2 separate regions of the Sus scrofa genome follow, and region 2 is linked to region 1. Evidence: chromatin contacts called from public Hi-C data. All regions are on one chromosome and are shown on one strand. The core of a region is the stretch at or near the end of the contact, and the rest is flanking DNA. Distances in the headings are between cores, read along the strand shown.

Region 1 (4,459 bases), core at 1,182-3,681:
GTTGAACCTGCATCCTCATGGACACTATGTCAGGTTCTTAACCTGCAGCGCCCCCATGGAAACTCCTTTTTATATGTCAATTTTTTAATGTCTTTCTTCCCAACTGGAGTGTAAGGGCCCACAAAGCCAGAGAATATATCTGGTTTTGTTCTTTATTATGTCTGTAGCACTTAGCAGACACCTGATATAATTTGGTGTTCAAACAATATGGGGAATGAATAAATAGCCTTTGTAATCCTCTTGAGACCTAACACAGTATATTCATTTCCTAATACACTACCATAGCAAAGGCAAATAGGGCTGCTATAACAAAATACCACAAGCTGGGAAACTTAAAACCACAGAAACTTCTCCTCTCACAATTTTGAAGGTGGAAGTCTCACATGAAGATTCCGATCAGGCCATGTTCCCTCCAAAACCTCTAGAAAAACATCCTTCCTTGCTTCATCGAGATTTTAGTTGTTCCAGGCGTTTCTTGGCTATGACAAGATACATTCAATCTCTGCCTTTATCATTACATGGCCATTTTGCCTGTGTATGTCTGTGTCTGTGTCTAAATTCCCCTTTTCTTAAAGACAAGTCATATTGGATTATGGATGCAGAGCATTAGAAGGAACCTCGACTCACATTGTACTGTGTTCACTTATATTACTCCTTTCATCTTGATCTTGGGCATGGACAAACATGATAAGCATGGACAGCCAAGTAGGATAACAGTTTAAACTGGTCAGTAAGTGGGAACAATCCAGAATCAGCTTAATGGACTCAAAAGTCTAATAGAAATGGTCTTCCGAGGGCTCATGCAGTGCTCGTTCAAAACGGCAGGTGGCAGTACTGTACCTGATTTGGTTTAAGTGAGCCCTGGAGAAGAGGGAAGTCCTTCACCATTCTTTCTGAAAAGGGCTGCAAACAGGCTCAATGCCCTAGGACCTCTAGCTGTAGAGAGAATGGGGTGTTTATATTTGAAATACGTTTAGGAGTTCCCACTGTGGCACCATGAGTTAAGAATCTGACTGCAGCAGCTTGAGTCACTGCAGAGGTGCCGGTTCCATCCCTTCTACATGCCACGAATATGATCATATTTAAAATAAATGAAATATGTTTAAATTTATAACTTGACTTTTAGAGTTTTATACTAGAAGGGTCCTGGGCAATTATCTAATCCAGTATCATTGCTTTAATTCTCAAACCTTGAGCCCAAAGAGGACAACTGAATTAGCTGTTTGTCTAGCCGGTGCTGTATAGCAGAAACGGGCAGAACCCAGGCCTCCTGACTGTTTTGCCCCAAGGAGATGGTGGGACTGGTGTGGACAACTGTCCACGTGATTCTTGCTTTTATTTATTTATTTATCTATCTTTTCTAGGGCCGCTCCCTCGGCATATGGAGGTTTCCAGGCTAGGGGTCCAATCGGAGCTGTAGCCACCAGCCTACACCAGAGCCACAGCAACGCAGAATCCGAGCTGCATCTGTGACCTACACTACAGCTCACAGCAACGCCAGATCCTTAACCTACTGAGCAAGGCCAGGGATCGAACCTGCAGCCTCATGGTTCCTAGTCAGATTCGTTAACCACTGCGCCACAATGGGAACTCCAATTCTTGCTTTTAAATTTCAATATTCAGCAGCCTGATCCTGTCCTGGTGAAGTATGGAGAAAGCCAAGCAGTTCAAGTTGCAAAAAGCACATGCCAGTTTATACAAACACATGATTTTGTGACCTGTATAAGTTTCCCATTTAGCCTGTTATAAAACATAAGCCTTCTTCTGTTTCTCTCTTTGAAATAATTCATAGTACTGGGAACTATGTCTAGTCATGTGTGATGGAGCATGATAATGTGAGAAAAAAGATTGTATACTTGCATGTGTAACTGGGTCACCATGCTGTATAGCAGAAAATTGACAGAACACTGCAAACCAGCTATAATAAATAAATAAATAAATAAATAATTGCTATAAAATAAGGAATAATTCCGTGTCTTATTTGCTTAGTTCTCATAATATTCATTTTTCTGTGATTCAGTCTGGCGTGATTATTTTTCCTTTTGCACTGAATATTGGATCTATTGATTACTCTTGTCTGTGTATCTTTTCCCATCACAGCTCTGGTTGTTGAGAACATGCTCTCCTTTCCTCAGTATATGGTGATTCTTGCTTTTCTCATAATCAAGGTCGATGGCACAGTGGCAGTTGCGTCATAGCTATTATGTCTGTTTGCCTCAGGTGTGCACACCAGAGGAGCATTTTCTCCTTTCATACTGTTTTTCTGCTCTGACTGTGCGGCTAGGAGCCTACATCATAAGCATCATCACCCCCAACTCCTACCCACCTATGCAAACAAACAGGAAAGGGGAGGAGGATAAAGGCAGGTCATTGCCTCCATCTGCCCAGAAGAGGCTCCCTCGCTCCTTGGTTCCCCCGCTCCTGCAGATGAGGAGGCAGATGAGGACAGGGAGTGACGGTGCTATTATGAGGGAGGGAAATGGTAAGAGGTCAGCCCCAAGAATAATGGTGCCTATTTGGCCCTCGCTTCTTGGAATCAGTCCCACACTTAGATGCTGAACTCCCTGACACTCTCTGCAACTGAAGAAGCATTTAATTAGGTTAGGTGTGGAGGAGGGAGGCAATGTCTCTTTTACAGGGAGTGTCAGAACACATGAATGTCAGCCCCTGTTCTCCCATGGATTACATACTTTAATGGGGGCAAGCAAAACCAGTTAAATCGGTCACCGGGTGGCAACAGGTTAAGAAGTAGCTGATTCCCAAGGTTTAAAATGTAGGCTTGAACTACATCCCGTGTTTTCAAGCTGGCGCGAATATAAGAATCAGTGGGGACTCATTAAAAATACTGATTCCAAGATCTTTTCCTTGATTCAGAAAACCTGGGTGGAGCCCACATTTTGTATGTTTTTTCACAAGAGATTCTCAGTGGAAAGTGTGAGGAAGATTTCAAAAGATTTCAAAAAACAATTCCCTTCTGCAATTGTTCCCTTTCGTCTATGGTGTTCTTCCTATTTATTCTTCCCTTTTAACATTGCGCATCCTCCACTTCTGGGGTTTACCTTAGCACCTCCTTTTGGAGGTTTTAAATACACCCATGCTATTTCCCAGCTCTGAGCGAAGACCACTGGCTAACGAACTGTGTCTGCTCTTTGAAACTGTTGTTGGGGAAAAGTCATTCTGGCTCGGATCATCAGTGCTCGAAACTGAGACACATGAACACGGGGAGATCTCCACAAGGCTCTTTACTTCTGCAGAAGGGCGTGAGTGCCCACAAAGCATGCCATAGAGGGAAGACCCCTCCCATTTACCCCTAAGGCAGGTGGCATACCTGTCCCCTTCCCATTGTCAGGTCAGGGCGCACATTCTTCTCGGTTGGCTAATTTGAAACAAGTTGGGAAAGAGGGGGGTGGAGGAGGGTGTCTCAGACAAAGCAGGAACAAAATGGAGTAACCAAGACTTCCTTTGATGGAAAAGGCATATGTTAATTCTCACACTGTTGCTATGCCAGATGTTTCCAGTTTGCCCCTTCACATCCACTCTCCACCTCCGTCTCCCTGATCTTTGGTGTTGCGGATAAACCCTACTGACCGCATCAATGGGCTTCTTTGCCTTCCAACTTCCGGTTGGGTTTATCCAATGGGAGGCATCAACGGAAGAGGAGAGAGTGGGAGAACATTGGGGGAGTATTGATTAGCCTCATCCATGCCCCTCCTGACTATCCTCTGTGGGTTGGCTGTGTATCTCTGCTGAAGGCCAGCACCCTCTCAGGGGGGCCCCTTCTTGGAGCTGACCTACTGGGGTTCCACTGGATCTAAGTTGATTGATCTACATTCTTGCTATACTCAAGTTATCCTTGCAATCCTTTGTAGGTTCTCCTCAACCCTTCCCATGCCTTTGTAAAAATTCCCTTTGTTAAAACTTCCTCGATAACCCTGAGTATGGGATCTCTGCTTCCAGGATTTTGATGGGGACCATAATCTACCTTTGTCTCTTTCATGGATGCTGTTTATGTAATAAGGGCTGTCTTAATTCTGAGTAAAAATAATAGAAGAGAAAGAATTGGAATTTAGGAATAGGAAAAAAGAAATTCTAGAGTTTGAATGAGCTTCAAATTATATCTATTCTATACCATGTTGTGTAATGTAGTGTCATAGGTCAAATATACTTCAAAATCAAGCCAACAAGCAAATAAACTTGTAGAAAAAATAGCTCAGGTTTGTGGTTGGGGAGAGTGAAATGGATGAAGGTGGTGAAAAGGTACCAACTTGCGGCAAAAGCTAAATTAGTACGAGGGATATTATGTACAATATGGTAAATTAATGCCGCTGTTTGATATGTATGAAAGTTAAGAGAGTAAATTCTGTGTTCTCATCACAAGAAAAGCATTTTTTTCTATTTCTTTAATTTTCTATCTATATGAGGTGATGGCTATTCACCAAACTTACTGAGGTAATCATTT
Region 2 (4,307 bases), core at 24-2,523, 200 kb after region 1:
GACTCAAAATTCAGACTAAAACCAAATCAAGTGTTTTCTAAAGCAAGAGTTCCTTTAGATAAGGGACCGACTTTACAGGTTAAATGCCTATTTAAATACTCTCTAAAAGTTAATTATATACCTCCGTCAAGATTTTGGCATATTTATAACCGATAATAAGACTTGGCCTGTGTTAACATTTCCCTATAAGGGAAAGATTAAGGGGAGAAATAACCAAGGTGTCCTTATATTTTCTTAAATATTTAAACTTACCTTTAAAAGGAAAAGATATGGGAGGACTCTCAGATAAAGAGCCCATAAAAGCGAAGGAAAAGGACTGAGATTAGACCTAAGGAACTAAGTCCGTTAGCACAGTGACATCATAAAGGATTTTTGGTGAATGAAAAGAGCAGAAAAGAGCTGACATAAATCAATCTCACAACTCGTAAACTTAAAACTGACTGTACATGTACCCCACGTTCCCTCTTCAAAGAAAAATAGTCCTGCAGCAATCTGGGACTCTGATATGGGCACCGATTTGCTCAGGTCTACAAATGGTCTGTGTAAAAACTACTGAATTTCCAGGCGCACACCACGTTAGGCAAGTGCATCAAGCACAGCAAGAAGTGTTCTTGGGGGATTCTTTTTTATTTCATTTTATTTATTTATTTTTGTCTTTTTTGCCATTTCTTGGGCCGCTCCCGCGGCATATGGAGGTTCCCAGGCTCCGAATGGGAGATCGGAGCTATAGCGGCCCAGCCTACGCCAGAACCACAGCAAGGCGGGATCGGCGCCGCGTCTGTGACCTACACCACGCTCACGGCAACACCGGATTCTTAACCCACTGAGCAAAGCCAGGGATCGAACCCGCAACCTCATGGTTCCTACTCGGATTCGTTAACCACTGAGCCACGACAGGAACGCCCGGGATTCTTTTTTAAACAGAAACTCTCAAAAGACGGCAAGCGCTGGTCATGATCAAAGAAACTACAGAAACACAATCCCCGGTAACACAAACGGCGCTAAACTTCCCCATCCGGATTCCGCCCGCCTCAGGCGGTGAAATAAATGCGGATCCCGGAAATTAGGTCAGAATGCCTGAGGGTAGGACTGTCGTCGCATCAGCCAATCATATATCCCACCCGCTTAATTTTCTTATTCTTAACTGGGCTATAGGAGTGTCAATCAACATGCACTGCACTGAGTAATGAGGGCGGGCTCTCAGCCCCGACCAACCAATTCGGTACTGTACTCCAGCGGAAGAGACTCTGGTCCTGGAGTTGTCGGTTACTCTCTATGGTTTCAGGGCGCCGAAACGATGAGATTGTCGGCCCGTATGGAGAGGAAGTGACGTAAGGATGGCGGAGGGGCGCGAGGTTTCAAGATGGCGGTGGCTGGGTGGCTGACCGAGAGGCAGAGGTGAAGGCCTCTGCGAAGTCAAACAGGCCAAGAATCGTCCCCTCCCCGCTTCTCACAGCCCCAGGAGCCCAGCAGAGGTGTGAGTGTGCGGGATCGTTCCCCTGTGGTTCTTCATCCTTCGGGTCCCTTCCTGGGGCCCGCGCGGTTGCCCCGGGAACGCCAGGCCCCTGTGCCCCCGCTTTTCCTTTTCGCGGTTAGCGTCTACCAGACCGGGAACTAGGGGATCCCCGAGCCTGGAACGGAGCAGCGTCCGGCGGTCAAGCGCCTGACTTCTCCCGGGTTGGTCAGCGGAGCCTCCTGACGTTGACCGGGTTGCCTTAGGTTTGATGTGATGTCTATACCTGGAATCAGGGTCAACCGTCGCTATGGTTTCGGCAGTTGCTAATACTGTTGGCCCCTTGTTGGACCTGGGCTCCGTTCCTTTGAAGCCTCTTTGGAGGTTGAGAGTTCCGCTGAACAGCCCGTGACCCGATGTCTCTATCGCCTCTGCTTTTAGACAGGAAAGTAGTTTGTGCATAGTCAGGCTCCAGCATCTTCTGTAAAAATTCTCTGTACTTCGTACCTGTTTTAGGCTTCAGGCTGGGGAGAGGAGTGTCAACACCTAAGCCTGAGGGTAATTGAGAGAGGAAAGCAGAAAAGATAAAGCCATCAAAGATGCGAGAGCTTGTATTTGCACCAATTTTGCTTGTTTCCGCTTCCTTTCGCCCCTCACTCCCAGTTTTTGTGAGAAGGAAGCCCTTGACAGGGTGAATTAGTTGTTACTGGAACAGTTTTGAAGCTTTTTAGCAGAAATCCAGGCAGTTGAACACTTGCCGAAAGAGGTATTAACTAATAAACTTGCCTGAAAAAAACCTTCATGAAGGGAAGGGGGACTTACATGGTCTGCTAAAAAAGTGTACCTCATGATTTCTTTTCCACCTTTTATTATTTTCAAGAGCAAGCATCAAAAAGTTAAACCTCATTCATTTGGAATAACAGGAAGAAATAGTGTAATAGTGTCTTAAATTAATTAAAATTTTGACTTACAAAGTATTTTCCCTCAAACACAATTAACGCTTCCAGTGACCTTAAAAAAATACAAATCAGAAGTCAAGTTGATATTAGTAAGAAAAATATGTATCTTGATGTTTATGTGTTTAGAAGCTCTCATATACTTTCATTTTGAATATTTGTGTTTTTAGTTATGTTTTAAGCTTCTGCTTGAGAGTCAAGAATTATATCTGAATTCTAAATCTGCATTAAATAGGCTTAAATTAATGAGTTTTTACTGTCTTAGAGGTGTTGGGAAAACATGCCAGGAAACCAATGAAAGAGGCAAGGGTGAGCTATTTGTCGTTGAGCCCAGTTTTACACACACACCATCCCTTCTTATTCCTTTTCACCCTGCCTATAAATACAGGAAGGATATAGGAAAAGAACTAATAGCTTCTCATGCACATGGTTCATGTCATATTGTTGAAGCGTTTTCTGATTGATTTTTTTTTTTCTATTGATGAGTCAGTATTGTGATCCATAGAAGAAAGTTAACTGACGACTAACTGATATTCATAGTGATCTTCAGGCTCATTACCTTTGTAAATAATAATAGGAATCTGTTGGGGAAGTTGAGACTATCTTTCCTGGGCACTAAAGTCAAGACTAGGGAAAGAATAAGGTCTCAATCAAAGAAATGTTTCTTTTCAGAGTTTAGTAGGAAGAAAATTTTATCAGTATAAAAAGAAATTTTGTAAATATAGGAAAAATCAGTGTGGTTTTTTGTTTGTTTCTTTTTTTTTGTCTTTACAGGTTTTTAGGTTTTGGGCTTTTTTTTTTTTTAAACAAGTAAACCGTACAAATTGTCAACATGGGACGGAGATCAACATCATCCACCAAGAGTGGAAAATTTATGAACCCCACAGACCAAGCCAGTAAGTATCCATTAATGTGAAATGATAAGGAGGAGAAGTGGTAAAAATCACAAGGTTTAGGAAGTCTATTTTAAGCCTTAGAGATCAGCAGTGTTAGGAAGTATCAGTTATAAAATTACCTATTGTTCTCTTGGGCACATGATTAAAACTTTAAGCATACCAAAAAAAGTAGCACCTGTATTTCTAATTTGATTGACTTTCAAAGTAGAATTGGCTTAAAGCTTTCTTTTTGTATTTGGGATTTTAAACAAATTGTTTTTAAGTTTTTGTTTAGTATTTTTTGGCATCTTTTTTCTTCAGAATCATAGCTATTTTTTGAGGGACTTAACAATGTCTTGATTCATCTTGGGTTGATGTAATTGGAAGGGTGCTGTTGGCCTCTAATGGGTAAAATCAAGGAGTGCTGCTAAATCCTACAGTGCCCAGGGTCAACCTCCCACGTTAAAGAATTATCTGTATTAAATTGGAGAAAATGCTAATGTTCAAGACTTGAAAGTTTTATTTTCTTTCTGTCTCCCTCTCTTAAGGAAAAGAAGCTCGGAAGAGAGAATTAAAGAAGGTATGACTTCAGAAGCATCCTATTAGATATAAGTGTAGTTTGGCACATCTTATTATTTGCAATGAGTGGATTTAGAAAACATTTCCAGTTGTTTTTGAGAAAAGATACATTATGCTTCTCATAACAAACCATAAGATTTACTAAGCCAAAGTACTATACTTGCAAACTGAGGTATACAGTTACATTGTTTTTTGTAAGCCAAAATACTATACTTGCAAACTGAAGTATACAGTTACAGACAGATTATTGTAACATAGTTTTTTGGTTTTTGGTTTTTTAGGGCCGCACCTGTGGCATGCAGAGGTTCCCAGGCTAGGGGTTGAATTGGAGCTGTAGCTGCTAGCCTATGCCACAGCAACTCCAGATCCAAGCCTCGTCTGTGACCTACACCACAGCTCAAGGCAACGCCTGATCCTTAACCTGCTGAGCGAGAGGCCAGGGAT

What was found. Hi-C and Micro-C count contacts between places; a contact is called where the count stands out from the background.
Region 2: a contact with region 1 is called in a Hi-C map of retroperitoneal adipose tissue, with 2.7 times the contacts expected there. A contact is called at or near these places in 4 of 5 promoter capture datasets (fetal liver, liver and skeletal muscle), 24 of 47 Hi-C or Micro-C datasets (adipocytes, alveolar macrophages, blood and 14 more) and 2 of 2 datasets of targeted methods (alveolar macrophages and skeletal muscle).

What each region holds. Positions count from the first base shown.
Region 1 is chr5:57,548,105-57,552,563 of Sscrofa11.1, forward strand. No RefSeq gene overlaps it. Among named protein-coding and RNA genes, the nearest start is that of PDE6H, 11 kb to the right of the region's middle.
Region 2 is chr5:57,748,675-57,752,981 of Sscrofa11.1, forward strand. WBP11 (WW domain-binding protein 11) reads left to right here and starts at 1,274. Exons shown (of 12, transcript XM_003481683.4): 1 at 1,274-1,477; 2 at 3,184-3,305; 3 at 3,833-3,864. The coding sequence starts at 3,242.